2 separate regions of the Sus scrofa genome follow, and region 1 is linked to region 2. The links are chromatin contacts, called in public Hi-C maps. All regions are on one chromosome and are shown on one strand. The core of a region is the stretch at or near the end of the contact, and the rest is flanking DNA. Distances in the headings are between cores, read along the strand shown.

Evidence for each region. Hi-C and Micro-C count contacts between places; a contact is called where the count stands out from the background.
Region 1: a Hi-C map of skeletal muscle shows a contact between it and region 2, with 6 times the contacts expected there. The contact joins the promoter of EMC2 here to the promoter of ENY2 in region 2. A contact is called at or near these places in 3 of 47 Hi-C or Micro-C datasets (heart right ventricle and skeletal muscle) and 1 of 2 datasets of contacts at active chromatin or transcription factors (alveolar macrophages).

The regions. Positions count from the first base shown.
Region 1 is chr4:29,075,077-29,080,923 of Sscrofa11.1, reverse strand. It overlaps EMC2 (ER membrane protein complex subunit 2), which reads left to right and starts at 1,879. Exons shown (of 13, transcript XR_002343156.1): 1 at 1,879-1,934. It overlaps LOC110260238 (a long non-coding RNA gene), which reads right to left and starts at 1,707. Exons shown (of 6, transcript XR_002343159.1): 1 at 1,642-1,707.
Region 2 is chr4:28,202,278-28,208,693 of Sscrofa11.1, reverse strand. It overlaps ENY2 (enhancer of yellow 2 homolog (Drosophila)), which reads left to right and starts at 5,158. Exons shown (of 5, transcript NM_001243454.1): 1 at 5,158-5,232. It overlaps NUDCD1 (nudC domain-containing protein 1), which reads right to left and starts at 4,978. Exons shown (of 10, transcript XM_021089013.1): 1 at 4,723-4,978. The coding sequence starts at 4,840.

The DNA of each region.
Region 1 (5,847 bases), core at 630-3,129, 880 kb before region 2:
AATTTGCAGATAGACTGGAAAAGTGGGGTTGGTAAAGAAAAGAATCAATTATACACCCTAGAATTTTAGTTTGTGCCACTAGGTGGATGGCTTGATCAGTTGTGATGGGGAAGAGCAAGCAGGGGACGTGCGGCAGAAATCCATAGTTCTGTTAGAGAGATGTTAACTTTGATATACATATTAGGCATCTAAGTGAGTATGTCAAGAAAGCAGAACTGGGCTTCAGGAGAGAATTAAGGACTGCTGGATTTTATCATCAGCACATAAATAGTATTTATACCCGCAGGACTGTTACCTCCATAAGAACATCACGAAGTGTCTTTTAATCTTGATGAAAACTCAAGGTAGATATTTTCTTTCATATCTATATAATTAGCTTCTATGGCCCACACCACAGCTCACAGCAACACCGGATCCTTAACCCACTGAGCAGGGCCAGGGATAGAATCCGAGTCCTCATGGATACTACCAGCGTTTGTTAACCACGGAGCCAGGATGGGAACTCCAGAATATGGGAACTTCTAAGTAGAGGGTTTTTAATTTTTTGAATGGAGAGTTTTAAAATTAGTTAATTAATTTATTGGTGGCACCAGCAGCATACATAAGTGCCCAGGCCAGGCATGGAACTCTAGCCATAGCAGTGACAATGCCAAATCCTTAATCACTAGGCCACTAGGAAACTCCACGAAGGGTTTTTTGTTTTGTTTTTATAAACTGTCTAGTCTGGAGAGAATGATGCTTATCCAGAACTTTATCCAAGTTTATAAATTCATGTCTTTTCTACCCTTAGACAACTTCCCTTGGGCAGGTTCCACCACTGGTAGTTCCTTTTTTAAAAAAAACCCTACTTTGGTTTGGGGATATGACTGTTTTCCTTCTTTCTTATATCTTGATTGCCTCTTCTTCACTGACCCTTACCTATACCTGTTACACAGGGATTTTTAGCCTTCTTTCTTCACTTTACATATTCCCCCTCCACAATATGTTCTCATTGCTTCAAATACTAAATACACCCTTAGACTCTCTAATTTTTTACTTCCACCCCAGATATTTCTCCCTAGCTCTAGGAGACAAAGTCCAAAAATTCCAGAAAGCAATTAGCCTGGAGGCTCTCCCGTGAGATTAAAGAGGAGAGACTGTGGGCCTGTGACCATTTCATTCGTACATACATTCAGTCCTTCATTTATTTACAAGCACTTACATACTGGCTGCTTTTATGCAGTTTCAAATTTAGAGTGGCAGGCAGGCAGTGGTCCAGGATGAGCTTTAACTAAGGGTTTAAGTTGGTAGGAAGCCATTCACGTGAACACCGTAAGTCCTCAGGCCACAGAAGCATTATGTAAAAAAGAATCCTGCTGAGTTCCTCATAGAGATTTAACGAACACTCTGTGAAGTGTTATGATTCTAGCCTAACATTAAAGGAAAGAGAAAGTGAATCCCATCACGAAAGAAGAAAAGTTGGGGACAGGCAAGGGATTCACGCAGCACTTTGCATCGCAGGGGGTCATGACGAGAACAAGGTACTGAGTAGGGAGCAGGAAGAGAATGAATACACTTAACGTAGGAAAAAAAATTAAAAACCTGGAGCGGCACACATTAATGACCTAGCATTTGTTAAAGATTCATGGTAAAAACCCACACCTCACCGCAAGCAGTCTACAGCGGCTCAGCCCTGGCGTCATCACAGTCAGAGCGCGCAGCGCACCGCCCATTTAGCCCCTCCCTCCTTTCCAAAGGCCCCTTCGCAGACCCGCGTGCCAATGCGCGGCGGATCCCTCCCCCTTAGCTCTCTCGACCAATGAGAAATGGTGTCGAAATTTGCCACCGCCCGGTCGCAGGTCACGTGACCTCGTCTCCCCGCCCTCTCACTCCGCTGCCTCCAGGTTCTGAGAAGATGGCGAAGGTCTCGGAGCTTTACGATGTCACTTGGGAAGGTAACTGCGGGCGACGCGGGAGCTGAAAGACCGAAAGCCGTGGGAAGCGGTTCGGGAATATCTGTTGTCCTAAGAGACTTGGATTCTCGGGTCTTTTCGGCACTGGACTGGCCGAGCTGAGGTGGTGTCTGAGGTGGAGTGGAGGCTGACCTCTTCCTTGGCCTGGCCACCGGCTGGAGGTTGCGGTGTTCCCACCGCTTGTGGTTACCGTAGACTGACTGACCGTCCCACTTCCGCGCAGGTCCAGGGGCCCAGGGAAGCTTCCATTATTAGGCGGCAGGGACCTCGGGCTGGGGTTGTCACACAATTCCTGTGGCTGCTGGGGGGCGCGGAGGAGGCGGGGTAGTTGCCTGCTGAAGCGTCTTTGCAGCCGCCAAAATAAAGGGCCTGTAAAGCCTTTTAAGTGCCGTTTAAGGGTTACAACTCTCTGCAGTAAAGGTGTGTTGGAAACGTTTGAACATGGCTGATTCTTCTACATGTTGTTTACATTTCATTCTCTCTTAAAACCTGGGTTTCTGATTTCTCCCCTTTTTAATTATTCCCTGTCCCATTTCTCCTCAAAACACATTTACACACACAACACTACTTCCTTCTTGTTTCTTACTAGTAATTCCTTTTCTGAAGAGGAAAAGAGCTGGTTATTCGGGGCATGTGCTGAAGTATGAAGGACTTTCTTTCCATACTCTAGTTTAATCTGAGATGGAATGTGTTCTTTAAATTTGGAAGCAAACTGGACCAGTTCTCTAAGAGCAGGAATTTTAGTGGGAGGCATGCATGCTTAAGAGAAGAGCCGTGAGTTTCTCTAAGGCATGAAATTTGTGTAATTGAAATGTATATTTCTAAAATTTAACAGTAGACTTTAACAGCTTAATTGTTGGGATATTTAAACAATGACCTGATAACACGTGGACTGATTGTTCAATGGTGAGTAAATCTCTCCAGAGTACAAAGTAGCAAACAATGATGGGAAAAGGAAAAGGTAAAAGTCCTTTACACTGGTACTGAATTCAATGATTTATTATTGGTTTTGTGGCCTCTCCCATACTGTGAACCCACTGTTTCTACCTGTACATTAAAATCATTGTGTTCCGTACTAGATCTCGGGCATATCAATTTAAGTAACACACAGTCCCTGCTTTCAGGGAGTTCACTGTCTAGGAGAAAGACAGACTTGTAAATACGTAGTTTTAAAAGGTGGGTATCAGGATGATAATGTGGTTGATATTTTAATGCTCTTAAAAATGTTTCAAATATTTTATGCTTTTTAGAAAGTGCTATTTTGAAGGTATGTTCAGTATAAGTTTCTTGGATGATAGTATCATGTATAGTCTTAGGCAATGAGTGGATAAATGTGTAACTACCACAGGGTGACCTTACCCTGTGGGAATTCTAAAAATGAGCAACATAATTGAAAGATTTAGATTAATAACTACTTTACAGTTTGTTGAGGAACAAAAGGGAAAACATATGTTAAAGTTCTTTTAAACTAAGTACATATGAAAAGATGATCTGGGGAGTTCCCATTGTGGTGCAACAGAGATGAATCCAACTAGTGTCCATGAGGACGCAGGTTCAATCCCTGGCCTCGCTCGGTGGGTCGGGGTGTAGCGATGCTGTGAGCTGTGGCATAGGTCTGCAGCTGTACCTCTGATTCTACCCCTAGCCTGGGAACTTATATATGTTTTGGTTGTGGCCCTAAAACAAAACAATAAGAATAAAAAGATGATCTGGCTCCTGCCTGTGCCTCCAGCTTTATCTTAAGCTACTCTTCCCCTTATCTATGAGGTGGTTGTACTGGCCTTTATTGAATTCCCTAAATATGCACTGCTCCTTTTGTCTTAGGATTGGACACAAGTTATTCCTTTTGATAATTTTCTTCCCTCTTTGCTCTACTTTTTTTCCCGTTATACTTTATCATTTCTCAGAATTTCCTGCAAAGGTAACATACTTGAGAGAGCTTTTCTTGACCACCCTACCCCCAGCCATTCCCCATCCTTCCACCAAAATTAAAAAAAAAAAAAAAGAAAGACAAAAATACAACAAAAACAGACAAGCAACAAAACTTAACCCTGGTTCTTTAATTGTGTGTCCATACTATTGAAGTACAGTTGTGTTAAGTTTAAAGATTTTGTTTCTCCTAGAGTGCCATGAGAGACCAGGCCTCTCTTGTTCTAATGTCTGACATATTGGAGAAACTCAGTAATCTGGTGACTGAATGAATTGTTAGTGGGATTAAAAATGAACTGTAATAAGTCTTCACAAAAGACTGTGAGTCATTTTCTCAATGTTGGAATAATTTTTTTTTGTATCTTAGACTTAGGCAACTCAGCAAATAGGATATAGTTTTCTTATTTTGGAATTAATGTTATTAATGAGTAGAATTAAAGTCCTATTTTAGCGGATTTTTTTTTTTTTTTTTTTGTCTTTTTAGGACACACCCGAGGCATATGGAGGTTCCCAGGCTAGGGGTTCAATCAGAGCTGCAGCCGCTGACCTATGCCACAGCCACAGCAATGCCAGATCTGAGTTGCACCCTACACCAAAGCTCATGGCAATGCTGGATCCTTAACCCACTAAGCGAGGCCAGGGATCAAACTTGCATCCTCATGGATGCTAGTCAGATTCATTTCTGCTGAGCCATAATGGGAACTCCTTAGCAGACTTTTAAGAAAAGAGTATTGCAGATTTTTCTTTCAGAGAGGATGATGGGAAGACCCTCAGGAATAGTTTTGTTTTTGTTTGGTTTTTTGTTTTTTTTGGCTGCACCCGTGGCATAGGGAATTTACCAGGCCAGGGATCAAACCTCGACCACAGCTATAACCACAGCTACAGCAGTGACAACACCAGATCCTTAACCCACTGAGTCATGAGGGAACTCTAGGAATAGTTTTTTTGTTTAGATATTTTGGGGAGGGAGTGTCAGTTGGATCTAGGTTCTTTTAAGAATTCCATTGAATGGCGTCGTGGAAGGGTGTTCCTGCTGTGGTGCCATGGGTTAACGATCTGGCTTATCTCTGTGGAGGCACTGGTTTGATCCCACATAGTGGGTTAAGGATCCATGTTGCTGTAGCTGTTGGGTAGGTCACAGCTTTGGCTCAAATTGTATCCCTGGCCCAGGAACCTACAGGTGCAGCTGGTGCAGGTGAAAAAAAAGAAAAAAAAAAAAAAAGTCATGGAAATGGTTAGTTCCAAGAGTAGTATGATTCTTATGATAGGAAAATGTATCACATACTTATAAAAAACTTATATACTAAGTCTAACACTCTTAGTTTTTATTGGGCTCTATAAAAAAAGTAGGTATGTAGTTTACTTAGGCAGCTGAAAGTTACTGATGTTTGTTAAATAGAGGAGTTATTAAGAGTTTGGAGGTGGGAAAGAGAGTTGAAGGAGGGTGTAGTCAAGTTTCTTGAGAATATATTATTTGGACAGGATATGGATAGGATGCCTAGCACAATGCCTGGCCTAAAATAGGCATAAAGTGAATATTTGTTGAAAAAAATATTTATTAAAAATGTTTGAGGAGATTTTAGTTGTATATGCTCACTGTCTCTACTTCTCTTTTTGTTCAGGCCTTCAAACAACCACAGTTTGGTTTCCATGCTTATCTCCTTTTCTGTGGAGACCCAATGCTGGGTCTAAAATATTAGTTTTGTATATCTATAGTACATTTGTCATTGTAGAATATTCCTGCTATGAAAAATCCTTTCCTTGGTTTCTTAGCATTAAGGCTCTCATTACTTTTCGCAGCTTGGTTTAGTGCTTTATATCCATTTACTCCTTAATTTTTTTTTGTCTTTTTGCTATTTCTTGGGCCGCTCCCGCGGCATATGGAGGTTCCCAGGCTAGGGGTCCAATCAGAGCTGTAGCCGCCAGCCTATGCCAGAGCCACAGCAACGTGGGATCCGAGCCGCAC
Region 2 (6,416 bases), core at 3,909-6,408:
TTAAAAATAAGGATCTACATAAATGAGTAGCATGAGAAATGGCAACTACAGCAGTAAATATATAAGATTTTTTCCCTATCATTTACATGTCTTTAAAAGAAAATTAACTTAAACAAAAATAACAACAATGTATTATGTAAAAGCAAATAGGCAATAATAGCATAAAGGAGAGAAATAGAATAGCAAAACTATACTTTTGTAAGGTTCTTACACTACACATGAAGAAGTATATCATATGAATATATCACATAATAAGTTAAAGATAACAATCAAAACAAAGCTTTGGAGTTCCCATCGTGGCTCAGTGGTTAATGAATCCAACTAGGAACCATGAGGTTGCGGGTTCGATACCTGGCCTTGCTCTGTGGGTTAAGGATCCGGTGTTGCCGTAAGCTGTGGTGTAGGTCGCAGAGGCAGCTTGGATCTGGCATTGCTGTGGCTCTGGTGTAGGCCAGCGGCAACAGCTCTGATTCGACCCCTAGCCTGGGAACCTCCATATGCTGTGGGAGTGGCCCTAGAAAAGGCAAAAAAAAACCCAGCAAAAAAACAAAAGAAAACCAAAGCTGCAGTGACTATCTTAATATCAGACAACAGAATTCAGAACAAAGACTATCACACCCAGGATATAAAGAAGATTATTTTATAATGATAAAGTGGTCAATTTATCAAGAGGGCAAAATAATAATGTTTATACAACATAAAAGAACTTCAAAATATACAAAACAAAAACTGATAAAACTGCAAGGAAAAACAGAAACATCCACAATTATAGCCAGAGATGTCAATACCCCTCTCTCTTACAACAAGGATAAATTCAAAACAATTATGCTAAGTAAAAGATGCCAGATAAGTCAGTATACACTGTATAATTCTAGGTATATAAAACTCCTGAAAATATAAACAAATCTACAGTGACAAAAAGATCAGCAGTTGTTTAAGGATTGAAAGGGGGAGGGGAGGAACACGGGGCTGGTTATAAGCTAGGAGGTAGGCACCGGGCTGAGCAGCTGAAACTAGTTTACAGATGCGTCTCAGGCTAAGCAGCTGCAACTGCTTTACAAACAAGTAAGATGACTAGCCAGAGATAACTCAGAAAACTGCCCCCACGTAAGCAACCTAAGCAGCCCCTACTGTGCTTAACTCACTTCAAGTTCACCCGTGTGCTCTTCCACACATACTTTGCGTCTAATAAATGCTGTCTCTATTTAACAATCTTGGCCTCTTTGCTGAATTCTTTCTTCAAAAAATCCAGAACCAAGGTCCTTCCTCCAGCTGCTCCATCATCAGAATCAGTTAGAGATAGGCACAAGGGAACGTTTAAGGATGATAGCTAAGTTTTTCACCTTGATTATGGTGACAACTTCATGAGTGTATATGTACATGTGAAAACCTGTCAAATTCTACACTTAAATATGTATAGATTTTTGTCCATTATATCTCAACAAAGCTGTTCAATGCTGTAGGTGATGTAAATTTAGTCATCAGTCAGGCTCCAGCCCCAGAGATGAACCTTTGAAAAAGAGAAGGGTACAGGACCCTCATTACAGAATAGTCTTAGCAGAGAAAACAGACACACCAAGTGCTACAAAGTGTCATAAAGTCTATGAAGAACCAGGTACTATGGAAAAGTACAGATTCTAATTTGTACAGATTCTGTAGTATAGACTCTAACTATACAGTCAAGAAAGGAAACACTAAGTAATATGTAAACCAAGATCAAATAATGGGGTATGAGTTAGCTAGGTGAAACATAGGAGGAAAATACATTTACTGAACGAAGAGTCTAGGGAAAAAAATGAAATGGAATTGTTGGGTCAAAGGGCATTAAAATTTTATATGAGTTTTTTTGCTTAGTTCTTTGGAATGGAAAAAGACAAAGTGACATTTACTGCTTATGCAGCAGAGGAGATTCTAAAACAATATTTAGGGCGAGAATAAAACTCACTGCTTCAATTTGAGACCAGACACCACAGCTTCATTCACACGCCCCAAATGCAAAGCATCATACAGGTGTCCGCCAACAGTTTGTTGAATTAATATGAACTCCTTGGGTTGGTTATAAAAGATATCAAACTATGAGAAGGAGCAGCTCAATCATACCTCACAATATCTCTAGAAATGAGTTTTAATTTTTTTAAAAATAAAAAAAAGAATTAAAAGAATTAACCTGTTCTTCTTCATCACCCTCAAGAAATTAAACAAAAGCCCCTCATGTTAACTATTACAAAGCTTCCAAACTGATCCCTTTGTCTCCATTCCCCTCATCTCCATAGAGCCTTGGAGCAAACTATTCAATCCCCAAATCTGTCATTTCCCTTCTATAGTTAAAATCCTAAGTGGCACTTTATCACCTCCGATTGTGCATCCCAAACAGACTCTAAGACCAACAATGGTGAAAAGAGGGGAGAAAAAGAACAACTTAGTTTCTCATGAAGTTAATGTATTTAATTTAGAGAACTTTTCATTGTGAGATTTTGCTTTTTTGGTGTTAAAATATCCTTCTGTTTATCAAAGGATGGGTGAGTGCATATTTTTTTTAAGAACCATCTCCACTTAGTAACTTAAAAAGTTGGCAAATCTATGACAGCTGAGCTTTATTTTTTATTGTAATGGTCCTTGGAAAAGTCTGGGAAACACTGACTTAAAGGATAAAGTCCAAAAGACAAAAAGTGCCCTTACCTATCTAAGTTCTCTCACTTTCCCAGAAGACTTTTTTGCTCTGGAAATATAACATTGCAATAATGCCCTGCACATGACCTAATTTCTTCCCTTTGCTCACACTTCCCCAGGAATGAAATGACCTCAAACAACTTCTCTTCTCCACTCAATCTACTAACTACTCACTATGCCAAGCACTACGGCAGTGAGTGGTTTTAAAAAACAAAACAAAAAAACACCACTGTAAGCATGGAGCTCACAGCCTAGTGGAGGAAACACATATGAAATGAATGAAGAATCAAAAATTATGATTTAAGTACTATCCTTCAGAGAACAGAATGAAGGAGCCCAAAATCAAAGGCAGGAAGCCTAGTCAGGAAGGTATTACAGCTCCGGTAAGAAAGAACAATTTGAACAAGGGAAGAGGCATAGAGAAGTTAAGATTTTGAGTTGACTGGATTTGCTGAAAAACCGAATAGGAGATAAAAGAGAAGAAATACACCAAAGGATGACTCCAGCATGAGCAACTACGTCCACCTGAACTAGCAGTCCCAATTTTTTATGCTTCCCTGGATCTATTATGCCCTTCGGTTTGAGCTTCCCATACTGACTCTAGGCTGGATTATAAGACTTGCTTTGGCCAATGAGACAACAGCGAACATACTGCAAGCAGAGCTTTACAAAGCTCTTGGGCACTGCTTCTGGTCTCTTGGGATAAGCCTGTGCCAGCCTGATGAAGGATGAGACACCACTTGGAGGAAAGCCAAGCAGAGAACATCCACAATCATCCTAAAACAGCCTAGAGAACCCCCAAATATATGAGAAGGGTGTCCATTCATGACTAAAACCACCTAGTTGACCTTATGAGCAATAACAACTGCTTATTGTTTTGAGCCACGGAGTTTTGCGGTGATTTTTTTAATGCAAAACATGGTGGTATCATTTACTTAAATGGAGTGGGAGAAAGGGAATGAAAAGAAATATCAAGATCATTCTCTGACCCTGATTAACTCCTACCTATCCTTTAAAGCTCAACTTAGATATCACCTTCTCCAGGAAGCTTCCCCAGATGTCCCAGGCTGGTCTGGGAAAGATAGTGAAACACTATCATTATGTTTTATACATATCCCTATCAATGCCTTACCATACTGTCCTATAATTATCTGCTTACACTTTTCTTCCTAAGTAGACAGCATTTTTATGTTATCGACTGTGCTATACTCATCTTGATAGTATCAGCATGTTACATAAAACAAGCTCTCAAAAGAGGTTTCTTAATATATAGTAAATGAATAGACTTGTTTGATGCTAAAAAAATCTATTAACTCTAGGTTATTTCTCCAAGTGTGATCCACTGACAATATACATCAAAATCAGCAAGACTGTGTATTAAAAATGCAATTTTGGGGTTATCACTAACAAAAATTGCCATCCATTACGTTGTAAAAGCAAGGCTGAATATTCCCGCCAGCTACAGATAAACAAAACAAGTAGCAGGAGTGTAGGTACTAACCCAACTTTTCTTCGAAATTTTCTCCAGATGTAATGTACGTGAGAGTCCTTAGTCTGATGGCCCATAAGTAAGTGAAAATGCTCCTAAGTATAATAGAGTTTCTCTTCTAAGAATTGGGTCTCGGCCAGAAAAAACAGGAGCAGAGGATCCTCCAAAGAGGCGTGGCTTCTCAACGCACCGGTTTACAGAGGATGCTCCAGGAGGAAAGCCTGTCCTGAGCTTTCCCCGCAGCAAGGGCCACACCAGGACCGACAGGCAAGCGGAACCTAGGCATCACCCGCGGACCTCGGAGCCCTGGGAAGCGAAGCCAAGGGGCGGCGCAGGGTCCCACCGGAGGAGCCAATCAAAGGCGGCTCCTTCAGGGTTCGGGGATGGGCTTTCATTTTCCACAGGCAGCCACCCGGGGTCCACCCCAGCCCAGCAGGCCACGAAGAAGGCCACGGTCCCCTGGCTAGCCACAGCCAGCAAGGAAGAAAATGCGGGAAGAGTCGGGCCAATGGCAGCCGAAGGGGGAAAAGAACAGAGTGCGAGGGGGCACCGCCTCGTCCCACCTGCGTCAAGTTCCAGCTGGTAACAGGGCAGCGGCTCGAGCGAGAGCTTGTAACCCTCGAAGCGGGGATCCAACAGAGGTCTCTTCACCCGCAGGGAGCAATTAGCGGCCACATCCATCGCCTTGCGAGGTGCTAGCGTGAGAATTAATAAAGCTCTTGTTGAAAGATCCGCGCTCCCCTCGTAGCACCGAGGCTGGCTGGCGGCGTGGTTCCCATCCCAGAAAACACTGCGGCGTAGCGTGCCTTCTGGGAAATGTAGTATCCACGAGAAAGTTGGCTCTGTTGCATGCTGGGATATGTAGTTTTCTAGGCGCTTAATGCCCGTGCGAAAGCAGGATCTGGACTCTCTTACCCAGAGGACTGAGCAACCAGGAGGCGGCCCGCGCTGGTTAAATTCTCACATTATAGGCAGGGTGGCGAGACCCCGCCCCGGAAATGCGTGTGCTAGCTTTCTGTGTGCTTAGGTGCCCGAGCTACTGAGGGTCTAGGTCCGGGCAGCCGAAGAGTGTGGTAGGTAACGGTCGTCAGCGCAAGGGTCATTTCGTCGCTGGGAAGGGACGGCCCTCGCCCGCGGTGATGGTGGTGAGCTATGCCCGTGGTCCTCAGGGCCGGGACCCGGGCCCAGCCCAGGCTCCTTTCGATGTGCTGTCTTTCGTTAGCTTCCCCGACCCGCGCTCGCGGGCCTGTAGGGCTCTCCGACAGGGCGTGCTACCGGAGTTGGCCTGAAGCCAGTCCTCGCTTTGTTTTCTGGCTCCTCCCCTCCCGCCTCTCCCGCTGTCTCCGCCCTATTCTATTTTCCCAAAGAATGTCTGAACTGGGAGGGATCCCCTAGCGCCCTTGTTTTACCAGTGAGAAAACTGAGGCCTTTAAGAACTGACTTGGCCAAGGTCACTATCCGTATTTTAGGGGCCAAGGCAAGATCAAGTTCAATATCCTAGGACTGGTACTGACTAGATCTTAGTATTACTTTGAAAATGTTGCCCTCCAACGTCAAAAGCGAACATTTCTTACTACGTTCTCAACCTCTCCTTTCTCCTGTTCCATTAAAAAAAATAATAACTGAAAACTCACTACCAGTCTGAGTTTCATATGAGCAACGAGATGGGAGACAACAAAAGTAGTCTAAAGTTAGTGACAGATGAGCGGAGTAACGTTAGCTTATTCCAAGTTGTACAACCCAATCTTCCTCTCCTTTCTACACCGTTTTGGTTGTCTGTTTTTCTGAAAATTGAGAATTTTCTAAGTTAGGAATTAGTTTGAAATTTGTTTTCTCCTTATCCCAACCGGCAAGCTTTGGTAAAGAATACACATATACTTACTGTTAGTTTGGCAGTTATAATTCTGGGTACATTATAGTGAAAAGCGAAGTAAAGCACTTAGGAGCCTTACCGGGAAATTTCGTTTTTCACCAATTGTGCTTAATCTTTTATCGATATTGGGGTATTATAGCCAAACTTTTGCATGCAGTTAAGGTGCCAAAGTGATTAGCAATCAATTATGGTCTGGGGACCTCTGGGGTCACAGTACCTGAGTTCAAGTCTTGCCTTCACTTTTTTATCCTCGTGCCTCAGTTTCCTCATCTGTAAAATACAAATTATGTTAATAGTACTTACATAAAAGAATATGATCTGGGAATTAAATGAGTTAAAAACTCAGTGCCTTAAGTCAGTGACAGGCACACAACTGTTTAGTAG